2 separate regions of the Capsicum annuum genome follow, and region 2 is linked to region 1. A link is a contact called in public Hi-C data. All regions are on one chromosome and are shown on one strand. Each heading gives the region's core, a stretch centred on a gene start, on an enhancer-like site or on the middle of the called end of the contact. The rest is flanking DNA. Distances are from core to core; before and after follow the strand shown.

Evidence for each region. Hi-C and Micro-C count contacts between places; a contact is called where the count stands out from the background.
Region 2: a contact with region 1 is called in a Hi-C map of placenta, with 3 times the contacts expected there. The contact joins the promoter of LOC107838868 here to the enhancer-like site in region 1. A contact is called at or near these places in 2 of 5 Hi-C or Micro-C datasets (leaf and placenta).

Annotation. Positions count from the first base shown.
Region 1 is chr8:123,252,762-123,258,349 of UCD10Xv1.1, forward strand. It overlaps LOC107838867 (a long non-coding RNA gene), which reads right to left. Exons shown (of 5, transcript XR_001664818.2): 4 at 3,870-4,021; 5 at 2,624-2,816. Among protein-coding and RNA genes, the nearest start is that of LOC107838867, 4.7 kb to the right of the region's middle. Within about 2 kb of position 3,215, at least 4 of the 5 cell types and tissues checked have an H3K27ac peak or open chromatin away from gene starts, as enhancers often do. A contact at or near this core is called in leaf, where this site is marked.
Region 2 is chr8:123,635,867-123,641,454 of UCD10Xv1.1, forward strand. It overlaps LOC107838868 (protein TIFY 5A), which reads right to left and starts at 2,313. Exons shown (of 3, transcript XM_016682106.2): 1 at 2,028-2,313; 2 at 1,712-1,802; 3 at 480-937. The coding sequence starts at 2,104. The coding sequence ends at 749.

The DNA.
Region 1 (5,588 bases), core at 1,965-4,464:
TTGATACTATAACTATAGTTGACTCGAGTCCTTGAATCAAAAGAACTCATCACCTGCTGACTAGAAGATGCAAACTGCCTGATTATGATGTGGGGACTATAACTGATACCTACATTATGAGACAATGTAGCCACACGGACGTATATGTGGATCATTACTTCCGGAATATACTGAGTATGTGGGGGTGAATGCATAAGTAAAAAAATAACTTAATATACTCATAGACATTAAAATAATGCATACTAAGTATAAATGACTCACCTTGAGCTTGAATAAAATGAAGACTGCAAAATCATAAACATGAGTAATGAAGCATAAGTATTAAACTTTGTGAGCCATAACACTTAGTTCTAAAAACTTTACTTGTATTCTTTCTTAGGGAGGTTCTTTTAACCGACATAAACTATGTAAGCTATCATGGAGTCCAACGTCTTACCCACATTGGGGAGAGCTGTTCTACCCTTGCCATCGGAATAAAACCTTAATCTTAGTGATCACTATACTTAACCTATATTAGGACTTGAACCTATTGTGGAACGTAGTTCTGAGGCATGTGACCTCAGACTCATACCCAACTCGGTGCTAAATATGCTCATACTTTTGAAAATCCACCTTAAAATAGCGTAAGGGTCTATAGAATGAAAACCAATTATGCTTTTCTGTACTTTAAATCAAAATCAAGATGAACAAATGTGGATTTCATATCTTATCTTAAGATCAAAAGATCAATATTTTCTTTGTATCATAAGGATGATAAATGATTGTGGATTTCAAGCCTTATCTTGGAATCAAAAGATTCAAACTTTTATTGTAAACTTAGTGCTCAAACTCAAGCCTTGAATCTTAAACTTTCTTTCATATAACTTGTATACAATATCATGTTCAAAACTCAATTGAAAATCTTTAATCAATGTTAAAATCAAACACATGATATACAAATCATAATAGAAAATCTTCAAGTCAAAACATAAATAAATGAGAACATGTATGCACTTTAATTTTTCAATCACATGATAATCTCATAAACTCAAGAAAAGATAGTTTGGGTATGAACCCTAATTTGCAAATCATATAACTTTAACTTTAAAATAAGTTTTGGGCATAAGGATGAAAGAATATCCTTTTTCCTAAACCCCACATACCTTAATTGAACGAATTCTTGAAGAAGCTTGAAATTGGAACTTGAATGCTTGAATTCTTGAGCAAGAAAGCCTGAATTTCTTGTTCTTGGGAAGGGAGGCTTGAATTTTGGGTGAGGAACCCTAATTTTGATGTTCTTGATATTCTTGAATTTGAATCTTGGGACTTGAAGGATGAATTTTTGGGTGAGGAACCCTAATCTTGATGATGGGAGGAGGAAAACGTGTTAAGTGATTGAGGATGGGGGAAAATAATGCCTCCTTATGTTTTTAAGTCGTAGGGGCAGAATTTGAGGTGAGGAAAAAACAAAATACCCCTAGGAAAACAAAATAAAAATTGCAAAATTTTTCAATTGATGACTTAGTTGATAGCCTGTCAACTGGCTGGCGGCTTATCAACCTAATCATCACCTTCTCTTAATGATCTGGTTAAGGCTGACAACGGGGTTGATAGCTCGTAATTATTTAATGGTTTATCACCTCAAGTCGTCACCTTATAACTGGATTTTGTGACATTTTAGTTAAGGCTAATGATGAGGTTGATAGCTCGTCCCTTAGTTGACGGCTTATCACCTCAAGTCGTCACCTTATTGACAAACATACACTCTGAATTAAAATAAGCATAACTTTCTACTCCGATATCAGATTAAGGTAAAATCAGATGCGTTGGAAAGAAGACTCAAAGATCTTTTATTTGCTATATAATAGGACACCTGAATCATTATAACCTAGGAGATACACACATTTAAAGTGGACCTTAGTTGGAAAATCCATTAAAATTCTATGGATAGAAAAGTCCTCAACTCATCTTTGAGTTAGGAGATTTTTGTGACCTCAATTCACATACAATACAATATTTTAGTCCTATTGCCACTCTAGACTTTAGGCAACACTTTTTGGGGGGTCGCCTAAAAAAGCGTAACCTTTGATCAAAGGCCACACTTTCCAAGTGCTGCCATATCAGCTACCTTTAAAAAGCATGGCCATAAAGGTATAAAGGATATGCTTTGTAGCTTGTCATTGACAACACTTTTATTTGATAAAGCTACACTTATAAGTGTTGCCTTTGTTTTGCTATTGGGCACGCTTCACAAGCGTAGCCTTTTAAGCACCTCTATAACAACACTTAAAAAATGTGGCCTCTTTTTTTATTACCAACCACACTTCAAAATCATAGCCTTTTATACATTCTCTATGACAACACCCGTAAAGTGTAAGCATGTTTTAGATAAATGCCACAATTTAATAAAAAAGCCACACTTTTGAAGTGTAGCAATATTACCTAAAATTTGATAATTCAAGCCACATTTTACAAAAATGGCATTAGGCATATAAAATGTTAGTACATAATTTCTAATGAAAAATAATTATTCTGATCGAAATGTATACATCACTAAGCACATTATAGATACATACATGTGTATATATAATCTCACGGACCAATTAACCAATAAATAATTGAAGTGCATAGATTTGCAATGAACTTAAAAAAAACAAGTCTTTTACATACTAATTAGAAAACATTTTAAAGATTTGTACTAAGTTCCAGCGTTCCACACAAAACCAAATGTATTTAAACGTATATCAAAATATTTCAAAAATTCTTCATCATTCACTTCAATCTAGATCAAGTTGAATTGTCGTGATCACTATTCAAATTTGATGACCCCATTGTTCCTACACATTCAAAATGAAATAAACATATGAGAACTAAATTGCAGTCGTTGACTTGCAAATATTCATGAAATAAAATGAAAACAATGTGCATGCGTGATAAGAAAATGGGCCTTTTTCCTTATGTAAGTGATGCTTTATAAAAAAACATTTAAATTGCTAGACATTCAAGGAAAACCATTTAAAACATTTGCTAAGGATACGTTCTAAAAAAGAACTTAATAGGTTAAGTATAGTAAATTTGATGAAGAAAGCAATATCTTGGTAGGAAGTTGCTATAACTTCTCGATCGAGTAATTAAGTATACACAACCATGTTAAAAAGGTTAGGTATAACAGTGAATTTGATAAAGCATTGTCTTGGTGGGCACTTTTACTAGTGTCAGATGCAATGGGACAGTTGTCCAGTTTGATTATTCTGCGTTGTACTATATATTTAGCTTAGGAGTGTAAATTTGAGTCCCACATAAGTGTGAGGTGTAATATGATCTCTTTTTATAGTCTTTGACAATCTTCACTCATGAGCTACCTTTTGGTTTGAGATTTGCCCAAGGTCCACGTATTGCGCCAAAATCATCCCACTTCTTAGTTTACCTGATGTTGGGCTATATTATATTTTCGACGTTAGTCTTAATTCCTGAATCGGGGTTGGGTTTTTCTTTTTTTTTCTTTGGGGGTAAGGGGTGGGGGTGGGGGTGTTATCGAGTATCACATATCTGTGAGAGGTGTAATATGGTCTTGGGCAATCTTTAGGACATGAGCTACCTTTTGGGTTGATTTTGGTGAAAGTAACTTCCAAAACATCACATGGAGAAGGAAAATTCAACTTTCCCTACACGTCGCAGAACTTATCATATTGATCAAAACTTAAACTAATGGAAGTTTCTAAAATCTTAAGACCTATGGAAAATGTCCATAATTGGTGACCACTCAGGCTGGCAATTGGTGGTTTTCCATTTGCATGTTTTAGATTATGCTTAAAATTCCCTCTTATGAATGAACTTATATGTGAAAGAATAACTAAATATGTTAGTACAGATCCTTTATTAAGTTTTACCATTTTTTTGCAGATACTTTATCACCTGGGGATGGCATGAGATTCACGCTGGACTTCATCTTGCAAGATGCTTGATTTGTTGAAGATACCGAAGGTATCAACTACACTTGTACTCCCATCAAGTGCTCAGGTATTGTATGGTTTCTGTTTCTCTATGATTTAAAAAAAAAACAATAATTACGCCTCAATCCCAAGCAAGTTGGGTCAGCAGTATATTCTCACTACTATGCTACGCTATGTAAGCTCATCTTGGACCCATAATATACAAAATAATAACAATAATAATAGTAGTGACAATAGTGATAAAGAAATAGACCTTGGACCCTTACTCAACCGCAAACTTAGCTCAAGAGATGAGGATTGCCCGAGACCATATAAATTGACTAATTTTCCTCTTTCCCACTGCATTTAGGCACCGCAATCCCATCTAATAGCACCTCAACTTTATTCTTCTTAAATTGGCTAAAATTGCAGTACATATATTCAGCCTTGCCTCTACTTACCCAGGAACTCGTGCTCTCTACAGGGCTTCTCTACAATTCAAGCTCCTGATTGATAATTGACACCCTTGCTGGTTTCATCAACTAGTGCAGCATTTGAAATTTAACCTTTACTATGTATAAAGTGCTCAACCTCATTCTTCATAAATTGGCTAAAATTGCAGTTATCATGTCTAGACATGGACTGGAAGCGCACTTTAAAGCAAGCACGGTTACATATGAATTTGTTAGAGCCAGTTGTGGCATTTAGAAGAGTTTTGCTTTGATATTAAATTGCCAGAATTATACTGTACAACATCTGCTTGAATCTGCAGCTATTCTCCGCAAGGTTATTCTGCTATAATTAGTACTTCCTATATATATTCTTCGTGATGTACAGGTGTCCAGGTTTTCACAGGCTGCTTCAGCTTTGCATGAATTCAAGTTTCTTTGTGTTGAAATGGGAGAACAGTCCAACCTTTACTGGCTTGGACGGGTACAGATATGCGAAGTTACTATAACTTCTCAAGTGAGTAATTAAGCATACTACACAACCATGTTAAGGACTTCCCCAACTCATCAGTGATAACTGATAAATCCTTGATGAAATCTATTCAGAAAGTTCTCTTTCATTCTCAGGTTTCACAGATAATTCTGATTTTTAAGCTTCACTTGTTTTACATAAAAATGTCCAACACCTTTTCAAGGACATAAAAATAATTATAACATTACATAACTATATTTACCTAAGTTTCTTATATTCAAAAAAGATAGAAGTAAGAAAAGAGAGAGACTTATAAGAAATTTAGATTTAAAAAAGGTAATGCAAGTCAAGTAACAACAAAGAAATCATAATCCAAATAGCGGCAACAGAATGATTAACAGACTGGTGACGAGAGGTTTCTCAGGTGTAGGCACCCGCCAGGTATGCAATACAATACAAATAAGCATCTTTTCAAAAAAATTATTGAGTACACTTAGAATGGTATCACAAATACTGGTTAGAAGTTTTTGACCTGCAAATACTTCATTTTTGCTGGCTAATATACCAGACATACCAATTTCATCACTATAATGCAGACTATTGTAGTCGTACCATGAAAATTTAATAAAGGGAATAACAACCAGAAAAGGAAAAAAAACAACCACCGAATGGAAATTTTGTAACTGGTAGGAAACAAATTCCTTTGGAAGGAGGACAAGGTGAAAAGAATCCCTACTAATTAAGAAAAAGTAGCAT
Region 2 (5,588 bases), core at 1,063-3,562, 380 kb after region 1:
TTAATTTAAAAGCAGAAGATTGAAGGGGAGACTTGGAGTAACTGGTAAAGTTGTCTTCATCTGATCAGGAGGTCACCTTTTCAAGTTTTAGAAACAGATTCTGATAGAAATGCAAGGTAAGACTGCGTACGATACACCCTTGTAGTGGGACCCTTACCTGGACATCGCGCATAACGATAGCTTTAGTGCACCGGAGCTGCCTTTTTTTTTTTTTTTTTTTAAGAGGAGAAGATTCAAATTTTTTCTTAAAATCTATCCAAATTGAAACATAGGGACTATTTATGAACTACCAGTCTACCACCAAGAGAGAGAATTCACATAAGTCGATTTTAAATTTCTTTTGATGGGAGCAGTCATCGCATCTGAAGTTTCTGGTATTCCTATCTAACGCATCTGCATTTGGCCATTGGGCGTGACAATGGTGGTGGTGTGTAAGAAGGGTGAAGTTTTTTCCAAAGTGTGTATGTGTAAGGAGAAAGTAATAATCAAGTTCTGGTCACCACATAAGAGATGTTCTTCTAAAACCCACATACACACACATAGAGAGAGTGTGTGTGAAGAAATTTAATTTTGTATTGTGCCAAATCTGCATAATAAGTTATGCACTGTTGTTATGCTTATAACTAAAACCACCTATCCGAAAAACTATTATTTTCTAGCTCTCACATGAAATTTATGTATTAGTCACACCAAATTACAAACATATGTACATATGAAATTAAACGGAGTCGAATTCCATCAGTAGCAGCTAGTGATGATATGGAGAAACTGTTTGAATTCTATTTTTTCTCTTTTGTAGAAATCTTTGTAGAGATCTCTTCATGAATAGACAAGTGTGAGGTTGTAATATTGGTGATGAAGGCTCTGATATTGGCGATGGAATCTTATTTGTATTTTCTCCTATTCCTCTACTTGCAAGATATATTATAGTTTTAGCCTGCATTTAGGAAAAGATATAAATTAGGATGATTAACAAAACAACTCATTTATTAATTATTATCAAAATAAGAACATGCATTTTTTAAAACCAAATTCATATACTAGCACAACTCTTGATCACCTAGCCCTGCCTCATAGAAAAAAATAAAGAAAAAGATGAAAACCTCTTTTTTTAAATCTTGGGTCTTAATAATTTGTGAGAAATTTCCGTTCAATAAAACTTCTAACAATTAGACATGTTTTTTATGACCAGAACAGTATCTTCTACATTTTTGAAAATATTCTCTGTAGCCCACAACTTTGGTCCAGAATGAAAAAAAGCATTATTTATTGTGTCTGAAAGTAACATGATCTTTATCGGAATTGATAAGAAATTTCAGTTTATTATATATTTTTTCTTTTGTTAAATTAGATCACCTTCAATGAAAATACCAAGAAGTTGCATGATCACTAGTACTACTGGTACCAAATGATAAAATCCTGTTAGCGATCCAAAATTCATGAGCAAAGGCTGCACAGAAGGTCCATACTAAATCTATATCTATCTATCTATTTCTCTCTCTATATATACATGCTGCCTTCATTTCAATTTATACATGGTCTTATACTAAAAATATGTACAATGTACCGAAATATCATTTAATTGTGTAGTGTTGAACAATTTTAAACATGTCATGCGAAAGTTAGAATTAAAGAGTTGCAAAAAATAAAAAAAAGAAAATGGACTAATAAAACAGTAAGAGGAACAAATTAAAACTTGATATACACATACCTGAAGCTCAGTAGCATAAGAAACCACAAATTTTCCGTTGTAAAATATCGTTAGTTCTTGCGGTTGCTTCTCTAATTCTTTATCGTCCTCTCTAACAGTAATAAGAAAAATAAATATACAATCAATACATTGTGCATATTATTTACAAGGACTAATGCTTATCACTAGTCCAAACTGAATATTAGACTTGTGTTAATTATATATTAATATCCATAATTACAATAATAATATATTAATATCCATAATTACAAGAACTAATCACTAAGTTTATGTGAAAGAAAGCATGAGAGAGGCTTACATTGAGAGAGAGGCTTACATTGAGGATTCGTAAGGAGAAAATGCAGGAAGAGGAGGAGGCATAAGGCTGAGCTCCAAGTTACAATTTCTTCTCATTTTCGTCAATTAACTTCAACTACACAAAATGAATGGAGCTTATTAACTCGGATCGATATTTCTGTATCTCTGTATGAGAAAAAATCAAGACTTGTAAGTTTTTTGATCAAGCTAAGTTATGGTAGCTGAGAGAATTGATGAAGAAGAAAAGGGCACTTTGAATGAAATATATACAAATGGTTTTCTTAGGTAGTGGGGTTGGGCCGCCCACAAGCCAAGAAAATGTAACACGTTTTTAATAAGTTGATTGATAAAAGGGAGTGTACACGAAAAGCACACTTCTAAAAACGATATGTACAGACCCCACATGCGCACTATTCACAAACAAGCAGCAAATTCTAGCTGCTAACTAAAACACATGGACTATGCACACACGTGTATCCGTTGGCTTATTATTTTATATTTTATCAAGGAGAAAATAATTGCTTTCGTCCTGTGTTATTGTCTTGTCTTGGTTGTAGTCTGTGATATTTGACATTTCATATTTAATTTTTAATTAATTAAAAATAGTGATTTTGGTTCTATTATTAACGGTGGTTATCAATCTAAACAAATCACGGTGGTTATCAATCAAAACAAATCAGTGACCATTGTCAAGGGCAATTACGATATTACAACAAGGAATATTTTTATACAGAGAGCAAAATATAAATGTACGAATGAATAGAGAAATCTTTCTATATCATCCTTTCTCGTACATAGACATATATCGGCCCTCCTCCCTCCCCGCTCCCCCCTCCTCCCTTCTTCAATTTTAATCCTCTAATTATACACGGATGATTGAATGACTCTTTGTGTTGGTTGTGAGCAATTATTCTCTTTAGTTGCATCTCCTATTGTGTGATAATACAATTTATCAACTCTTTCTGATGCACATAAAATAAGTGTATTCCCATGTTCTTCCGTAATACCTATCGCAAGTTTAATTCTTGCCACATTCCTCTCTCTACACGTGGTTTTAAACTCTTCCAATTTCTCTTGTTATCTTTAATTTAGCCCTGAGATGGCAATCAAATGAAGGAATTTCGAATATGCTAATAGATAGAGCTCGAGCGTTGAAAATCCTAAAAAATCTGGCGAAGTGACTTGGTTGTGGCGAAGATTGTGGCTGAACGGGGATGAAAAGAAAGAAATCATGGTTTAATCTCTCCTTCGTGTTTAGTTATCATTCTCCATACCTCATAAATTTAGCCTAACTCCCTTCTAGGTTTATGATAAAGTGGTTTTGTTATCTGTTCATCCGGAGCGATTGCTTCTTCTTCCATTGCTGCTTCACTACCGACGATGACCTTCAAGGAAAAGAAAGTCTTTCGATGGTGGCTTATTTGAATAAACATGAACTGGATGGGTAAAGATCTTCAGACAACATTCCCATGGTGAGACACCAGGCTTTGGGAGCTTACATATGTGGTACGATTTACGCTAAATAGTTGTTTCAAGAAATAGACCTAGTCAAGAGTACCGATCCTTGCTTTGTCTATCCCTCTTCTTTCTTATCGAGCTCCCATTATGCAGGAGGCCCTTTATTAGGCTTGGATGATATTTAAAGGGTTGGGGGTGAGTTGCTCCTCGACTCAGGAAACTGTTTCGAGAATCACACACACAACAAGAACCAGGAGATAATTAAAGTAAAAAGTGCAGTAGTACAGAAAGGTAAAGAACTGGGTTTTTACGTGGAAACTCCTTACTCAAGGGAGAAAAACCACGACCTTCCTCCAGGATTTCAAGCTATACTATATTCAAGAAACCCCTTGAATACAGACTCCAAGGATTAGCCTCCTAATCCTTCATTTCCTAGCAATAACTCTATTACAAGGAAATCAAGCAGTAACTTTACTGCTTCCACCCTCCAACTACCTCTAGCTGGACTCCTCAAGTTAACCCTAGCTTGACACAATCACCTAACTCTAGTTGATTTCAAGAGACGGGTACACCACAACCCCTACTGCAATTATAAGCAATGTAGGCAGACTTTTAAGAACAAAATTACAAAGACTCGACTATAACAAGGAAGTAAAGATCAACGATGAGCAATAAGTTCCCTGCTACAGTTACAGTCTTTTATTACAATGCTACTCCACTTCAGAAAGATCTTTAAATGTAAGTATATGGAATTGTTGGTTTTCTTGTTGTGGAAGATGAGCATTATAGACACAAGAAAACCCTAGAAGTAATCTCATTGGTTGAGGCAAAAAGGTGGCAATAACTTTTCACCAACTTTTATACTATGTGTCAGCTGGAAAATTGATTGTGACATCGACCAGTGAGCCTAACCCGTTTGTTAATGCATAGAGGCTTTTGTTATCACAACAAGGGTTTCAGGAAATATGTCCCAAGTTATGATTTGTGAATCATCAAAAGTAAGGAATTAACAATTTCCCCCATTTTGATAATGACAAATCCATAAAATCAGATCAACATCCTCAACATCTTTAGTTAATTTTTACTCAACAAAACCCACCCTTCAACAACACAACATAAACCATAAGAGCACATACCAGACCAGTTGCCAAACCAATTCCTCTATCACTGATGCCTATAAGAGTGAAGACATTCTTCATATCATTCCCCTTATCAATAAGCATTTAAGTTCCCCCTAAATGAGATAACCCCTATCTTTATTACAACAACACAACCATTGACTACGTATCTACACAACATATTACATATATCTGCACAACATACTACACATATCTACATAAACAGACAGACTAGTTTTCCCCCTTTTGACATCAGCGAAAAGGTTAAGAAGTAAACTATGCATAGATTAGTCATATATGTTAATCCATGGCCATTGAGCCAACACTGACGATGTTAGAGACAACATATAAGAGAAAAAAAGTGATAGCATAAAACAACCATTTAATGCCAAATTAGACCAGTACAAAAATTATTCAAAGATAGTGATAGTAAACTAACTGATACATGTGCCAACATTATCACAGGAGCAAAAAAATTAGGAGCTGAGGGAGAGAGAGTGACGAACATAGAAAAGAGAGTCTAGGATGAAGCTTTTGACCATTGCCTAAGAAGCATTTTCATCCATTCACTTGCTTCTGCATGAGATTTAAGTATCTTCTGAGTCAGATCCTCATTTTTGACGGTTTAATTCTCCACCTTGTCCTCAAGTTTTTTCACCCTTTTCTGCAGAGTAGCATTTTCAGAGCGCAACTTTTTATGTTTTTCTGTGCTTACTTCTCCTCCCTTTGCAGAAGATGTATTTAGTGCAATAATTTTATCATCCTTTAGAGAAATCAAGGCAGTCATAGACTCTAGTTCTTCCTTCAACTTCTTGTGTGTTTCCACTAATTCAGATACAAGAGACTTAGACTTCCCACCATTTCTCTTTGAAACACACTCATTGTCCTCAAAAGTGGTCAATTTAAATATCCACTTAATTGAACCAACTTTTCCTTGCCCACACACCACACTAAAATAATCAAGAATCCTATTGAGCCAGAACCCATAAGCCAGCCTATGTTTC